Linked DNA regions of Mus musculus: regions 2 and 3 are each linked to region 1. The links are chromatin contacts, called in public promoter capture Hi-C maps. All regions are on one chromosome and are shown on one strand. Each heading gives the region's core, a stretch centred on a gene start, on an enhancer-like site or on the middle of the called end of the contact. The rest is flanking DNA. Distances are from core to core; before and after follow the strand shown.

Region 1 (2,700 bases), core at 145-2,644:
GATTTTCCCGGAGGCCTCAAGGTTCCGCGGGGCACCCCGGTCCTCCCTCCCCTCCTTGCCCAACTGCATTAGGAGGAAGGCAGGCCAAGTTTGTAGGTTCCTAGGGAGTGGTACACAAAGAGAGGAGGTCTCTGGGAAATTGCAGGAGCTGAGGGTACAGGGTGGGGGTGACGCAAGGGATACGGGGAGGGGGGCGCGCCTTGGGGCGTGCTAATGGCTGTATCAGGGTTCTGTAAAGCTGGGTAGGGTCTCAAGGAACACACGATGGGATGCATGGAGTATTTAAGGCAAAACGGTGTGTGCTTGACTGGGGCGATGGGCGGGGGTGGGGGTGGGGTGTAGATAGTGGGACACCGGTCATGCACAGCAGGAGATCCAGGGTACATACGGAGGAGTGGGAAAAGGGGTGCCCATGGCCGAGTGCAGGTTGTCCACAACAGGAGGTACAGGGTGCACAGGGCGGAACACGGGGGATGCACAAGGTAGAGAGCGGGGTGCACACAGTGGGATGCGGGGTATGCACGGTGAGGTGGGATACGGTATTCAAGGTCGGGAGGGGTGAAACTTGGGATATGCACCTCCAGGCACTGGGAATGCACATGGAGGATCGAGGGGTGTGCACAAGGTGGGGCGCGGGGATGCACATCTAGGGGTATGGGATGCACAACTATGGGACCCATGAGTGCACAGCTGTGGGACACAGGGGCACACGGTAGAGAGCAGGGGGTGTACGGCCGGGCACGGAGTAAGCACAAGCAGAGGGTGCACACGGTGGGGCGCACGGAGTGTACACAGTGGGGCGCAGAGTGCACACGGCGGGCCGTGGCATGAATGCCGTGGGGCGTAGGATAGCTACGGTGGAGTGCGGAGTGCACACCGCGGAGCGCGGCAAGCATTCGGCGGGGCGCTGGGGGCGCACAGGGCGGGGTGCTCATAGTGGGGCGCGAGGTGTGCACCGCAGGGCGCACGGGCGGCGCGCAGGGGCGGGAAAGGCGCGGCCTCTTGTAAAGTTTCTAGCAGTTGCGCGGCTCTGGCTCCCGACCCGGCCGCGCCCTCCCCACCAGCCCGCGTGCCCCGGCGGAAGGAGGCGGAGATGGAGAGGGCGCGGGCCGAGGGTGGCGCCACTAGAGGGCGCTGCGGCCGGGACGGGGCGGGACGGGGCGGGCGGCAGCCGGAACCGCGCGGGGGTGGCCAGCAGCCCCGGGACTCCCTCCCCGCGCCCGCCCGGGCCGCTCGCTACTTACCCGCGGAGCAGCTGAACAGCGCCAGCAGCGCGGGAGGCCGCATCCCGGAGGCAGAGGCTCCGCGCCCTTCCCGGAGCCGAGCTGCGCGGACGCCCTGCGCGCCTGACCCTTCTCGCGCTCCCCTCCTCCTTCCCGGCGCCGCGCCGGCTCGGGCTGCGCCCTCTGGCGGCCGGGATCGGGAGCGCCCCGGTGTACGCTCGCAACCGGCGCGGTTGTAGGTGGTCCTGCTGCCCAGCTGGACCGCGCCCTCCTCTGGGCATCTGACCTCAGAGCTTCTTTTCTGACCCTCTGACAAACTCTGCCGTCATGCCCTTCGCTTCCCAGAACTTCTTTCCCCATCCCTAGCAGTAGATCACCCTTACTGTCCTCAAAGTGAAGGAAGAAGGATCGTTTTTTTCTTCCCTGCTAATGGACTATCTTCAGTTTTTATAAAAAGCAAAATCGATAATTCAACTCTTAATATTGTTGGCACCGATGTTCTACTTTGATGAAGGTGTTTTTAATCAGCTCAACTAATTTACTTAATATCCTCTTCTTAAATGGAATTTGATTAATAGCTTTGGCCCGGAGTTTTGCTCTTAATAGATGTTGGTGTAAAGCTAAATTTTTATTAATGTTATTTTGAGTGTTCACTGTGATGGAAGAGAGAGGGTATTCAAGATACTTGATGAAAATGAATCAATTAAGAACACAGAGAAGAGTGAGGTGGAAAAGTCACATAAGCAGAGTTCCTTCCAGCACAGAATCCTGAAGGGTCTCCCTCCCACCCTGGAAGAGTTCCACCTGAGGACCTTACAGTTACATTGTAGTGAACCAAAGAGGGAAACAATTACAGGGAAGAATTAGAGGGACCCTTCCCAGAAACACAGTTTCTCCTGCATCTCCAAGGATGTAAAAAAGACTGACTGAGCAACCCTGGCTTGTGTTTAGATGATGCGAGGCTAGAGGGCAGCTAGAGTTGCCTTTCAGCCACTGTGGTCACAGGACAAATGACTCACCGAACATCTCCCCCAACCACAGGTAGTAAAACTCTAGGGCAAGCCTGCTCATAAAGACTTTGGCAGTCATATTTCTTAGTTTCTGTGTGTTTCTTGTTGACTGGTGCCAGTCTCTTGACTGATGAAGACCAGCGCTACAGTTTTTCCAAATTCTTGGTTGGCTGCTTTAACTCCTTGGGCTTTCTTGGGAAGTTCTAAAGCTGATAGACAGTTTCCCATTGCTAAAGTTTTCTAGCATTCTCCTAGGAAATATTCCTTCCCTTTGTTAGACACCGTACCTATAAACAAGATGTAAATAGAGAGAAAAATCTAGTAGCCAAGTAACACAACTGAGGACCCTACTTTGGTAGCAAACAACTTTGAGGGCTTAGTGGATCAGACTTTTCATTGAAATTATCCTGGAAGGATGGAGAGGTGACTCAGTGATTAAGACCATGTACTACTCTCCTGGAGGGCCT
Region 2 (2,700 bases), core at 193-2,692, 750 kb after region 1:
TAGCACTTTTTTTTTTTTTCCCCTGAGACAGGGTTTCTCTGTGTAGCCCTGGCTGTCCTGGAACTCACTCTGTAGACCAGGCTGGCCTCGAACTCAGAAATCCGCCTGCCTCTGCCTCCCAAGTGCTGGGATGAAAGGTGTGAGCCACCCCTGTCCGGCGATATAGCACTTTTTAATCGGTACAGGACAATTTCCCCATCGGCCAATCCACCTTCAACTGCTAGTCAAATATTTTGACCTTTTTTTTTTTTTTTTTTTTTTTTTTTTTTTGGTTTTTCGAGACAGGGTTTCTCTGTATAGCCCTGGCTGTCCTGGAACTCACTTTGTAGACCAGGCTGGCCTCGAACTCAGAGATCCACCTGCCTCTGCCTCCCGAGTGCTGGGATTAAAGGCATGCGCCACCACGCCCGGCTTATATTTTGACTTTTATCACGATTGGATTAACTAGTATCTGAAAGCTACCGTGTGAGGTGCCAGACTTTTATTCTGTTTTATCATAAAAGTTTCTCTCAGGAACAGAGATAGTTCCATTTTGCAGACTAAAACGTTCAGAGCAGGTAGGTAAGGTGCCTCGGGTCATCGGCTACCAACCAGTTAGCCAAGGAGCTGTGTTAGAAGGCCAGGTTGTTAATCCAGGCCCATAGTACACTGAAGAGTGCACAAACCTCTGCATAAGACCCATTATAGCTTCGAATTCAATAGGTGGGGAGCAGTGCCATTTACGAGTTCCAGAGTCCAGAATCCTCCTGTAGGCTGTGTGCACACGCTATCTAAGCAATGGCTCGTTCTCACTCCACTCCCTGGAGGATGGCGGGAGGGGGCTGCGAGCAGCCTCCAATCCACAGAGCTGGCTCAGCAAGGTCGCCTCCTTAGAAGCCGCTCTCTGTCGCTGCACACGTCCCGCCCCGATGCCGGCCGGTGCAGCACGCCCCACCTAGGGTCTCGGGTTCCTCATCCTGTGGGGTGAGGGCTCCGTGTTCGCCACACTCGCCTCTGAGCATCCTTCCCTACTGCCCCCTTTCCCAACGCTGACTCAGCCCCACGCCCTCTCCGCAGCACTGCCGCAGCTGCCATGGCAACCGTGAGCCACCGCCTCTTCGCGCCGGCCGCGAACTAACGGACTCCGGGCGGGCGGCGGCTAACGGCGCCCCGCCTCGCCCCTCCCCGTTCCTTGACAGCCCTGACCTGCAGGATCTAAGTGGTGAGCCCGAGGGGCCGGGCTTGACAGGGAGAGCCGGGTTGCGGAGCCCAGGCGGGCAGCCCCAGTCCGCAAGACCTCGGCCGCCGGCAACAGGCCGCTCCCCCGGAGGAGAAGCGGGAGAGCCACGCAGAATGTAGCACCAGTCGCAGGGTATCATGGGTCTTGTAGTTCGGTGGCTCATCAGGCTCGCCGCCTTGGCTGGGTGATTCGGGCCGAGAACTACAAAGCCCAGCGGTCCGGAGCGCGGCGACAGACTGATAAATTGGGAGCTACTCAGATGGTGTTAAAGTGACTCTTTGTCTGCAGGGGGCTCCGGGGTGGTCGCTGGATTGGGCGCTGTGCGTCGGGCGGGGGTAGCGCAGGTGAGCCTCATTGCTGCGCTCCAGCCCCGCAGCCTCTGCACTCGCGGCCCCGCTCCATCGCCACCGCGCGGGGCCTGGGCCTCCTAGGGTGCTGCCTCTTGGTGCAGAACCGTATGTATGGCGCAAGGTCGATGCGAGACCCGACAAAGCCTTCACTAAAAGGCCTTTGCCTTTCCCTGTGAATCTCTAGGTATTTCTGCTTATTTTTCAAGTACCTCAGAGCTTTTGGCATATAAAATCCATTCATTAGCGTGTGTTCAGAGGACAGTAATATTTAAAAGGACAAGTGTGAAAGCTGATGAAGGATATTACTGTTATTTGGTGATGTCTGAATACATATACATATATATATGTTGCATGTTAGCTATTGAGGTTGAATGTCATGGAGTAATTAATGCCCCCTTCCGGCTCCACTCTTCACTTACTACCTAAATGTTGCCCACACATATTTTGGTTCTTTGAAGACTAGTTAAACTTTCAATGGCTAGTTAATTTTTGCCTTTTTCTGGAGAGTGTCTTTAGCATTTGTTTCTTTTTTCCCCAAGCACTTCCTAGAACGCACACACGAAGCTGATGGGTCTGGAGTATTTTGGGGAGGTCATAAATAACGAACTTGGTTTTATTGACTGATGAGATTTCTTAGTGGGTTTTGATGTGCTGCGATCTCACACACTTGTCTATTTCATTAAGCTTTGTTTGGTCTTTCACTCCCTTGGAAGTTTCTGTTGCTAGCTCTCCTTCATTTCTGACTTTCTCCTCTAGCCAACTTTACTAGAAATGTATTTTATTGAACTTTCTGAACAATCTCCTTTTGACTACACTGAAGTGTTCTGTATTCTGTTTCTATTTTTTAAAAATACCTGATTGATTTATGCACATTTTTCTTTGTTTTAGAGACCAGGCTTCACTGTGTAGTTTTGGCTAGCTAGAACTCACTGTGTAAACCAGGCTGTCCTGGAGCTCACCTGTCTGTCTCAGGATGCTGATATTAAGCATGGCTCAGGATGATTTCCTCTTTTTATTATGTGTAGTGAGAATTTTGGTGTTTTTTTTAAACATGGAATTTACATAGAAATATAAAAATTGTTTTTGTTTTAATCCCAGGTTTGGGATATTGGGCTGCTTCAGATTGTCCAC
Region 3 (2,700 bases), core at 8-2,507, 840 kb before region 1:
GCTTCCAGAGTTTGACTCTTGGATGAGGATGAGGGCAGAATCTCTTAATTGATTTCACTTTCTTTGCATATGCATACAAATAATGGGATTGCTAGGTCGGTGGTTCTATTTTTTAAAAAAAGGATAGGGCTGGAGGGATGGCTCAGCAGTTAAGAGCACTGGCTGTTCTTCCTAGAGGTCCTGAGTTTGATTCCCAGCAACCACATGGTGGCTCACAACCATCTATAATGAGATCTGAACTCTCTTCTGGCACGCAGGTATACATGCAGATATATGTTAAATAAGAAAATGTCTTTTAAAAGATATATTTATCTAGTTTTAAAAGGTATGTGTGTGGGCTGGAGAGATGGCTCAGTGGTTAAGAGCACTGACCGCTCTTCCAGAGGTCCTGAGTTCAATTCCCAGCAACCCACATGGTGACTCACAACCTTCTGTAATGGGTTCCGATGCCCTCTTCTGGTGTGTCTGAAGACAGCTATAGTGCACTCATATAAATAAAAATAAATAAATCTTTAAAAAAAAGTATGTATGTGCCTGTGAATGTGTGTCTATGTACGTGAGTGTAAGTTATATCCAGAAGAGGATGTCAGCTACCAGCTGGAGTTACAGGTGTTTGTGAGCCACCCAGTGACTGGGAATCCAAGTTGCTATGAGCACTTTGCAATATGATGCAATATGAACCACTGAGACATCTCTCCTGCCCTCCTATTTTTAAATCTTTATTTTTAATTATTATTATTATTATTTTTGATGGCAAGTGTTTCAAGACAAGGTTTCTCTGTGTAGCCCTGGCGGTCCTGGAACTCACTCTGTAGACCAGGCTTGCCTCCAACTCAGAGATCCACCTGCCTCTGACTCCCAAGTGCTGGGATTAAAGGCTCCACTACAGCACAGCCAATTGCTAATTCTTGAGGAGACTCCGTGTTAGTTTCCATAATACCTATACTAATTTATATCCTCACCCACTGATACCAGATCAACAAAGTCGTCACCAAGAGAATAAGTGAGTGAAATTACTAGTTAAAGCATGTGTGAAGAAGTCAGAAATGAAAAACAACCTTGAGAGAGAAAAAAAATTAGTGAGCACTGCTGATTGGAAAGGTAGGGAAAACAATTAGTCATCTCCTAGGTGACTTCAATTAGGGAGCTAACTGGCTGCTCCCGCTCTGGAATAAATTAAGAAACCTGGGTGAACCCGAATCAAATCTACAAAGAGGAAGAGGAGGGTGAGGGAGGAAACTCCCCCCTCCCCTCAAATGGAGCGTCTTTTCTGTGTTCCCTGTGGCTATGGGACCACAGACCCTTTGACCTACCCTGGCCCCTGGAGACACTGTCAACAGCAAAACTGGCCACAGAATATGGGAGCTCCCATTTTCCTAGCCAGGCTTAGGGTACCAGCAAATGTCTCGCAGTCCTGTATGAACCCTTACAACAGGGCTCAGCTTCAGGCCGTTTCCACTCAGATGGACCCCAACCTGAGTCTATGGCTACGCAGTGTCCACACCACGGAGGTGGGCGTACAGGTGAGCCTTCGAGTGGACAAGTCAGTGCAGTGCTCACAGGGGTCACAGACCCTCCACAGCAGCTCCCTCTCGGACAGAACCAGCTCCAGGAAGCCCACCGAAGCTTGGGAAGTAGGGCGGAGAGCCTTGATCCGGCGACCCCAGGATGGGGAAGACGAGGAAAGCCAGGAGGAGCTCACAGGACCTACAGAGGCCAGTCAGCTGCTGCTACCTACATGGAGCCGGGATCGTGAGGAGCAGTTCCCACGGCTGAAGGAATTGGGGGAGGAATATGCCCACAGCCCTCAGGACAGGAAGGGAAAGCAGGTATGTGCACGCGCAGAGCTCATTTGGGAAGCTCCGCTTTTAGCTGGCTTCTTTCTCTCTGCTCAGCCCCCCACCAGCAGGGTCCTCCCTCCTTCCATTTCCAGATCGGTAAGTGCTATTTCTACCTTTTCTTGGGCGAGGAAGGTGGCGTTCTGGAAGCATGTACTTTGTTTACATGGTCTGGGTGTTTTTCAAATTTTGGTAATATAGGCATGGAGCCTAATTTTAAAAAGTCTTGTCGTTATTTCTGGTGAAGATGAGGCCGACAGTAAGCTTCGAGTGTGTGAAAGGTGAACCTAGATTTTTATTTTTGGAGATGTTGCTGTTGGTGTTGCGGGAAATGGACAGGAAACATCCTAGGGCTGCGAGCCTAGAAGCTAAATTAACGGCTCTGTAGAGAATAGCTGAAAGCAAGGTCCAAGAAGTAGATGCTGTTGCGTTAAGCCATCAATTACGAAACAAGGATCTACACTCTTCTTCTCCTGACCCCCGTTAATAAAATACTTCCATTTGAATTTCTTTTCAGTTTTTGGAACTAAAATATGGCTATTTTCACTGTAAAGATTGTAAGAGGAGATGGGAGAGTGCTTATGTGTGGTGTATCTCAGGTACCAACAAGGTAAGCAAGTGTGAGAGGTGGGGCATGCGTGGGGGGAGGGGCACGGAGGCCTGGAAGGTGCAGGCGCATCAGTGGGAGATCTTTCCACCTCTTTGGCATAGATGCTGACAGGCATCGAGGATGTTTTTTTGTTTTTCTTCCCAAAACAGGGTTTCTCTCTATAGTCCTGGCAGTCCTGGAACTCACTTTGTAGACCAGGCTGGCCTTGAACTCAGAAATCCTCCTGCCTCTGCCTCCCCAGTGCTGCTGGGA

What was found. Promoter capture Hi-C pulls out the DNA fragments that hold promoters and counts their contacts.
Region 2: a contact with region 1 is called in a promoter capture Hi-C map of erythroid cells, with 5 times the contacts expected there. The contact joins the promoter of Katnal1 here to the promoter of B3glct in region 1. A contact is called at or near these places in 1 of 39 promoter capture datasets (erythroid cells), 1 of 484 Hi-C or Micro-C datasets (CD4 T cells) and 1 of 115 datasets of contacts at active chromatin or transcription factors (astrocytes).
Region 3: a contact with region 1 is called in a promoter capture Hi-C map of erythroid cells, with 7 times the contacts expected there. The contact joins the promoter of Zar1l here to the promoter of B3glct in region 1. A contact is called at or near these places in 2 of 39 promoter capture datasets (the 3T3-L1 cell line and erythroid cells), 1 of 115 datasets of contacts at active chromatin or transcription factors (embryonic forebrain) and 1 of 9 other capture datasets (adipose tissue).

The regions. Positions count from the first base shown.
Region 1 is chr5:149,676,924-149,679,623 of GRCm38.p6, reverse strand. B3glct (beta-3-glucosyltransferase) reads right to left here and starts at 1,394. Exons shown (of 15, transcript NM_001081204.2): 1 at 1,245-1,394. The coding sequence starts at 1,287.
Region 2 is chr5:148,927,389-148,930,088 of GRCm38.p6, reverse strand. Katnal1 (katanin p60 subunit A-like 1) reads left to right here and starts at 1,442. Exons shown (of 11, transcript NM_153572.2): 1 at 1,442-1,563. It overlaps Gm36446 (a long non-coding RNA gene), which reads right to left and starts at 1,277. Exons shown (of 2, transcript XR_377236.1): 1 at 1,186-1,277; 2 at 467-956.
Region 3 is chr5:150,516,716-150,519,415 of GRCm38.p6, reverse strand. It overlaps Zar1l (zygote arrest 1-like), which reads left to right and starts at 1,257. Exons shown (of 4, transcript NM_001159693.2): 1 at 1,257-1,829; 2 at 2,356-2,448. The coding sequence starts at 1,257.